2 separate regions of the Ovis aries genome follow, and region 1 is linked to region 2. A link is a contact called in public Hi-C data. All regions are on one chromosome and are shown on one strand. Each heading gives the region's core, a stretch centred on a gene start, on an enhancer-like site or on the middle of the called end of the contact. The rest is flanking DNA. Distances are from core to core; before and after follow the strand shown. Region 1 has its middle 30 kb from the start of ERICH6. Region 2 has its middle 51 kb from the start of MINDY4B.

Region 1 (3,361 bases), core at 161-2,660, 120 kb before region 2:
AAAGTTGAGGGAGACTGAAGCGGAGGGCCTGGAATGTGCACATGCCCACAAGGTCAGGGAGGGCCTTGAGTGGCTCCTTACATGTTGCTTTCCCGGTCTGGCCTTCTGTTCTAGGTGGCCCTTGCTGGGCTGTGGCTGCTGACCAGGTGTGGGTGCTGGCTGGCATGGCCTTGGCACAGGCCTCAGTCTGAATCTCTCAGTACAGGAGCTCTGGGCAGCTGAGTCTCGCCTCACCCAGGCCATCCTGCCCCACAGCCAATCTCTGGAACAGCTGGCAGGCCCAGGAGGTATGTCCTACACCCTTCTTGAACGCCCCAGATCACGCTGTGCAATCTGCTTATGTGTGTTTCTGTTTTCTTTGCTCTGAAGCAGTCCTGCTGTGGGGGTCTTTATGCTGAGCCCGTCCCGCTGTGGTCACCATGCTGCTCCTGGCTCAGGGGCAGGCCAGTGACTTTACAGTGGGGCAGGGTGTCTGGTAGCTGCCCCATCAAGCGGACCCCATCTTGGGGACCTGAAATTAAAAGACGCACAGAGATGGCAGCAGAGAGAAGCAGTGAGGACGAGACAGGGCGAGCAGAGGGGAGCAGCGTTGTTGACGGCAGGACAAGCAGGGAGATGGTGGTTGAGTCCCAATGATGTGGCCGTACCAGGACCTGTGAGACAGTGAAGGATCCCCAGAGAGCCCTGGAGGGTCTTTTTGTTTCTGAACTAAACCCCAACCCTCACCCCAACTCTGATCTCCTGCCCCCCTCCAAGGCCAGTTCAACTGGAGGTCAAAGGACAAGGCAGTTATGAGGATACAAAACCCAGAGGTCAGCCCGCCAGGGCCCAGGGCAGGTGGTGAGGGTAGGAGCAGAGATACAGCCCTTGGAGCCTGTTTAGCACCTGTGCCGGCTGAGGTGGCTGTGACTCTTGTGACAGTAAATGCCTGTCACTTAAAGGCTCAGCCTGTCTCCATTCCTTGCAAGCAGAGCAGCCCGACACAGCACAGTGGGGAGGGCCACTTGGTCTCCTGGCTCCCAGAGCGCCCTCCTACGTGCCCACAGAGGGCCAGTACTTGTCAGCAAGGCCTCTGTTGGGCCATGGCTGAAGGAACCCCAGAGACACATCAGGCCTTCTTAGTTACACTGTGAGCTGTTTATTCACCATGTAGCTATACTTAGGAATGAAGACTCTCACAAGGACTCCTTCCCTGTATTTATCTACCGAAGTTTATTCTGTCAAATCAAAAAGAACACTCTGAGTACCCTTCCCCCCACCCCAGAAGTTTAAAAAAAGAGATTAAAAAAAAAAAAAAGAAATATACACCAGCTCTCTCAGGGCAGCTGGCCTCCTTCAGGAACCAGCTGAAACTCCAGGGGACAAGAGCAGAAAAGCAACTTTAGGTTCAGAATGCTGAGTCATATGGAGCATGGGCTGGCTGCTGTGGGAGGCGATTAGGGAAGAAAATTGCTGTGTGTGTGAGTGTGTGTGTGAGAGGGAGAGAGAGAGAATATTTACGAGGAGGAGGTGTGGACTGGAAGGCGGTGCCCAGCTTGGATCAGGGAGGAGGCCAGGCCCAGACCAGACTCCTCGCTGGAGCCCTTGTTTACTCAGCCAGTTGTGCCAGACCCCAGGCTTCCCCGAGCTCACTGTTGTAACATCCCTGTGGTGTCACCCCTGTTGTCCGGTTCAGGACCCTGGGGCTCCAAGTTCCCAAAGCCAGCGAACGAGTATGTTAAGCTATGGAAGTGACAGTCACTCAGTCGTGTCCAAGTCTTTGTGATCCCGTGGACTGTGGCCCCCCCAGGCTTCTCTGTCCATGGGATTCTCCAGGCAAGAATACTGGAGTGGGTTGCCATTCCCTTCTCCAGGCGATCTTCCTGACGCAGGGGTTAAACCTGGGTCTCCTGCATTGCAGGCAGATTCTTAACCATCTGAGCCACAGGGGAAACCCTAAGATAGGGATGTTGGTTGATGCTGTCAGGGTTAAAGTGAAGCAACAAACACATTTGTCAGGATTTCACTAGTTCATCCACTTCATCAAGGATACGAGTGACTTTTTTGCTGAACTGGGTAAGAGTTTTAGAATCCTGGGAAAATATTTCCTCATTTTTTGGTTTTATTTGCAATGTAATGGATCCCAAATGTGGCACACTTTTAAGTGAATGCTGTGCTATTAACACTTTCTCCTTCACTTTCTTAGATCTAGATAACAAGACAAGAAATAAAACCCCAGTCTGTAGCATTTGCCAATTCCTGCGGTATAAATATTCCTACTATGGCACATTTCAAATTACTGACACGACACTGCTGAGAGTGATGCAGATTTGGGAATAGAAAGGCAGGGCACGCCTTTTATAGTATTTTCACCATACAGACACGGTAGATGTAAATGACCAGAATAGCCCGGGTAGTCGTTAGATGTAGCAAAATAATTGGGAATGTGTGAGTATTTAATACTTTTGTGTTTCATATAATTTATTAAATTACAAATTGCTGTAACTTAGTTTTTAATAAGAACTGTGTTTATCACCTGGGTCTCCAGATTCTTCAGAAATTCTCTCACCACTGGTGTGTGTCAGCTCCAGTACATCAGATTGTAGCCTTATCTCAAAACTTGGCAAGTCACACATGCACCATGTGGAGCCAAGATCCTGAATCATTTCTGCTATTTTCAGATGTACACACATGCCCCACCTCAGTGAAAGAGCAGAGTTTGTCCCTCGTCTTACTTCTCTAACTTCGTGTCCTGTACTTTCCTTCTCACTGACTCTGCTGCCTAGATATTCCTTGAACACACTGGGCTTGTCCACCTCAGGACTTTAGCACTTGCCATTTTCCTGGCCTAGAATGTTCTTCCTCCAGCAGTCTGCATGGTTCATTCCCCTGCCTCCTTCAGATCTTTGTTCAGATGTCACCTTCTCAGTGAGGTTTTCCCTGCCCACCTTGCTTACAACTGCAGCCCCTCCTTTCTGTTCGCCTGCTGACCATCTCTCTTCCTTGCTTTATTTTTCTCCCTAGTGTCAGTTACTTTTAATGTATCACACTGTACAAATCCTCCTATTTATTCCTTTTCTTTATTGCCTGTTTTCATCCATGAGGATGTAAGTAGTTCAAAGGCTAGATATTTTTTGCACGTTTTGCTGGATCCTATGTGTATAGAACAGTGCCTAGCACAAGATGGGTGGTCAGTATATACTGTTGTGTAAATAAATGATTGAACAGTGGATGCCCAGTAAATATGTATTGAATAAACAGATGAATGTTGCCTCAAGGTCTGGAGGCATCAGATTACCAAGGGGGGATTTAAAAACTGTATGTTTGTGTGTATGTATGTATATATGTGTGTGTGTGTGTGTGTGTGTATGAGAGTTTTATT
Region 2 (3,454 bases), core at 59-2,558:
GAGTCGGACATGACTGAGCGACTTTCATTTTGGTGGTTGTTTCACTATTGTCTGAAGGAGCGTAAAGTAGTTATTGTAATTGCTGTCATCCTATTGGTTTTGGATATAGAAGGTGGGTTGTAGTTATTTAAAATGAGAAAACTGGAGCTCAAGGAGGGAATACTATTTTCTTCTGGTATAAAATATCAAGGCAGACTAATTACAAGAAGTCAGCTTTTCTGACTAAACAGGTATCTGCTGTGTCTTTTCTAAAAGACACACGTGCACTTACTGGCTCTGCTGTTTTCTTTCTTCTCAGTTTAGCTCTCTGGGCAGCTTGTCTCTTACCAGTCTGTCTTGAGATCTCCCGGAGGTTCTTTCTGTCTGTTTATCTGTCTCTCACACACACACCTCCATCAGCAGCACCCCTGGTTTATTCCCTATTCTTTTCATCCAAAAAGTGAACTGTCTTGATTAGACCACTGAAAGATGCCTTTCTATCAACATCAAATGACTGATTGAATGTATCTGTCTGTTAGGGCAAAGATGACTCATAAGGCAGTGTGTGAAAAGAGAAGAATGGGAGGGGATAGATGGCTTTAAGGGTTCTTGACTCACAGTAATAGAAAACAAACTTACAGTTACCAGAGGGGATAGCAGGGGAAATGGGGAAGGTAAATTAGGAGTTCAGGATTAACATATACACACTAAATATAAAAGAGATAAGCAACAAGGATATACTGGATAGCACAGGGAACTATATTCAATGTCTTGTAATAACCTACAGTAGAAAAAAATCAGAAAAATAATATATATTTTAATACAAAGTGGAAAAAAAAAAAAACAGAGCAGGTATGGCCTGTACATCGGATTGGCAGTTGTTTGCAAAAATTTCTTTGATTGTTCCTGGGAAGGGGTAGCACACTGAGGGACAGAGCAAGGAGGCCCATCACACCTTATATCCCTGAATCTCTTAAATTCTTGGATACTGATTTCATTCCTCCATTATGCTGGCAGCCGCAACCTGAGCACACAGGGCAAGGTGACCTAGATCATTACAGGGAGCAATGTATTTTCTGTGATGCACTGTTCCCTTTTTGAAATAGGAAATCTCATTCTATGGAAAAGACTCCAAATTGGCGTTTCATTTTACACACCAATAGCCGGGGCAGCTGCTAACGACTTTAAGTGGTAATTACAGCTATGGGCACGTAACAACTTTCTGCCTTTTTATTACCCTGGGAATTCAGGCTCTGAAGTATCTCTGATGTTCCTCTTGGCTGCATTCAGCATTCAGAAGTGACTCATAGTGCACTTGCTCATACCCTACCTCCCCAGTGACCTGGTGCTGGGTGCACCCCGAGACTGTCCTGGGAGGCGGCCCATAGCCAGAGGCTATTATACTTTCTATGGTGACAGTTGAGTTCACTTAAGCCAGCTCGTTTGCGTATCTCTGTCCTCCCTGGTGATTTAAAGTTGCTTAGTTAGCGACTCTCTCTTACCTCTAAGCAGCAGTCAAGCAGGTTGCTCACCTGCTACTTTTCGTTTTGCCCGTCAAGGCGGCCCTGTCTTTCTGTCTGGTCAAGTCTGATTAGTTCTTGCGCCCTGTGGCTTCTTGGGCTGAGGGGTAACCTGTGTGTTCCCTGCAGCACTTCTCTCTTGGATGGTGGTCAGCCATTCAAACACCCAGGGCAGGAAGGGAAAGGAGTGCAGTGAAGCTGGGGTCCTCTGGGAGAGGAAGGGACCATGTGCATGGTTGCCCCCCTCCTCGTGGGTTTATAATTTTATGCAAAATAAAAGCTAATTAGAGGTGAAGCAGCTTCATCAAGTAGGGGAGGGTCTGATTTCAGGTGTGAAACAGACCAAATGCCAGTTTGTTTTTAGGGAACTGTGTGGTTATATTAGGGAGGGAGCGATGTTGAAATTTTCACCCTCTTCCTCCCTAGACATAGTCATGCCTCTCAAAACGTGTTGGTCAGAGGTAAAGGCTTTTTGTCTTTGCAGACCTGTCAGATCCTTATTCTTTTACCATGGTCCCTTTCAAATGAATGGTGTTATTAATAGTACCCTTTATAAATAGCTCTTTTTTTTTTTTACAAACAGCTTTATTGAGATATAATGTACATTCCTTAAAGTGTACCTGTTTAGCTGTTCTTCAGTGTATATTCAGAGTATGTATTCAACACTGTGACCTAAGTTTAGAACATTTTCATCATCCTGAAATGAAACCTGTACCCTTTAGCAGTCACCCTCCCCCCATCCTAGCCTACCTTCTCCTTCTCCCAGCCCTAGTGTGTGGTAGTGTTAGTCGCTCAGTCGTGTCCAACTCTTTGTGACCCTGTGGACAGTAGCCTGCCAGGCTCCTCTGTCCATGGAATTCTCCAGGCAAGAATACTGGAGTGGGTTGCCATTCCCTTCTCCAGGGGATCTTCCCAACCCAGGGATCAAACCCGGGTCTCCTTCATTGCAGGCTGATTCTTTACCATCTGCGCCACCAGGAAGCCCCTCCCAGTCCTGGGAAACCACTAAGCTACTTCCCGCCCCTATAGATTTGCCTATTCTGGCCATTTTATATGAATGGAATCACACGGTATGTGGTCTTCCGTGACTAACAGCTTTCAGTTTGCATAACTGTTTGATGTTCATCTATGTGAGAGTCAACTGTGATGTGGTTATCTATGTATGCCATTCCTTTTTATGGCTGAATAGGACTCCACGGTATGATCTATCAACACAAGGTATCATTTATGTGTTTGTCAGTTGATGGACCTTTGAGTTGTTTCTCCTTTTTGACTAGAATAAATAATGCTGATATAAACATTTGTGTGCAAGATTTTGTGTGGACATAGGCTTTTGTTTCTCTGGGGTACATAGCTAGGGGTGAAATTTGAAATTGCTAACTAATACTGTAAAGTGGGATCTTCCCAGTGGCTCAGTGGTAAAGAATCCACCTGGCAATGTAGGAGATGTAACAGATGTGAGTTCAATCCCTGGGTCGAGAAGATCCCCTGGAGTAGGAAATGGCAACCTACACTAGTATTCTTGCCTGGAAAACTCCATGAACAGAGGTGCCTGGTGGGCTGCAGTCCATGGGGTCTCAAAGAGTTGGACACAACTGAGCATAGACACACACATACACACAAACACACGGTAACTGCATGCTTAACATTTTGAGGAACTAGCAAACTACTTTCCAAAGTGGCTGCACCATTCTACATTTCCACCAGCATAGAGCAATCAACATGCTCACCAACACTTAATTACAGCCATGCTAGTGGGTGTGAAGTAGTGTCTCTTGTGGTGGTGATTTGAATTTCCCTAAAGGATAATGATGTTGAAGATCTTTTTGTGTGTGCTTATTTATCCATTTGTACATCTTTTTTGGATAAATCTCTATTCAAATCACTTCACATTTAAAATTGAATTGTCTTCTTATTATTGAGTTATACAGTACAAGTTCTTTATATATTCTGGG

Evidence for each region. A called contact is a pair of places that touch in the nucleus more often than the background predicts.
Region 1: a Hi-C map of blood shows a contact between it and region 2, with 6 times the contacts expected there. The contact joins two enhancer-like sites. A contact is called at or near these places in 12 of 16 Hi-C or Micro-C datasets (blood, hypothalamus, liver and 6 more).

The regions. Positions count from the first base shown.
Region 1 is chr1:238,128,315-238,131,675 of ARS-UI_Ramb_v3.0, reverse strand. No RefSeq gene overlaps it. Among named protein-coding and RNA genes, the nearest start is that of ERICH6, 30 kb to the left of the region's middle. Within about 2 kb of position 1,410, at least 24 of the 54 cell types and tissues checked have an H3K27ac peak or open chromatin away from gene starts, as enhancers often do.
Region 2 is chr1:238,006,710-238,010,163 of ARS-UI_Ramb_v3.0, reverse strand. No RefSeq gene overlaps it. Among named protein-coding and RNA genes, the nearest start is that of MINDY4B, 51 kb to the right of the region's middle. Within about 2 kb of position 1,308, at least 8 of the 54 cell types and tissues checked have an H3K27ac peak or open chromatin away from gene starts, as enhancers often do.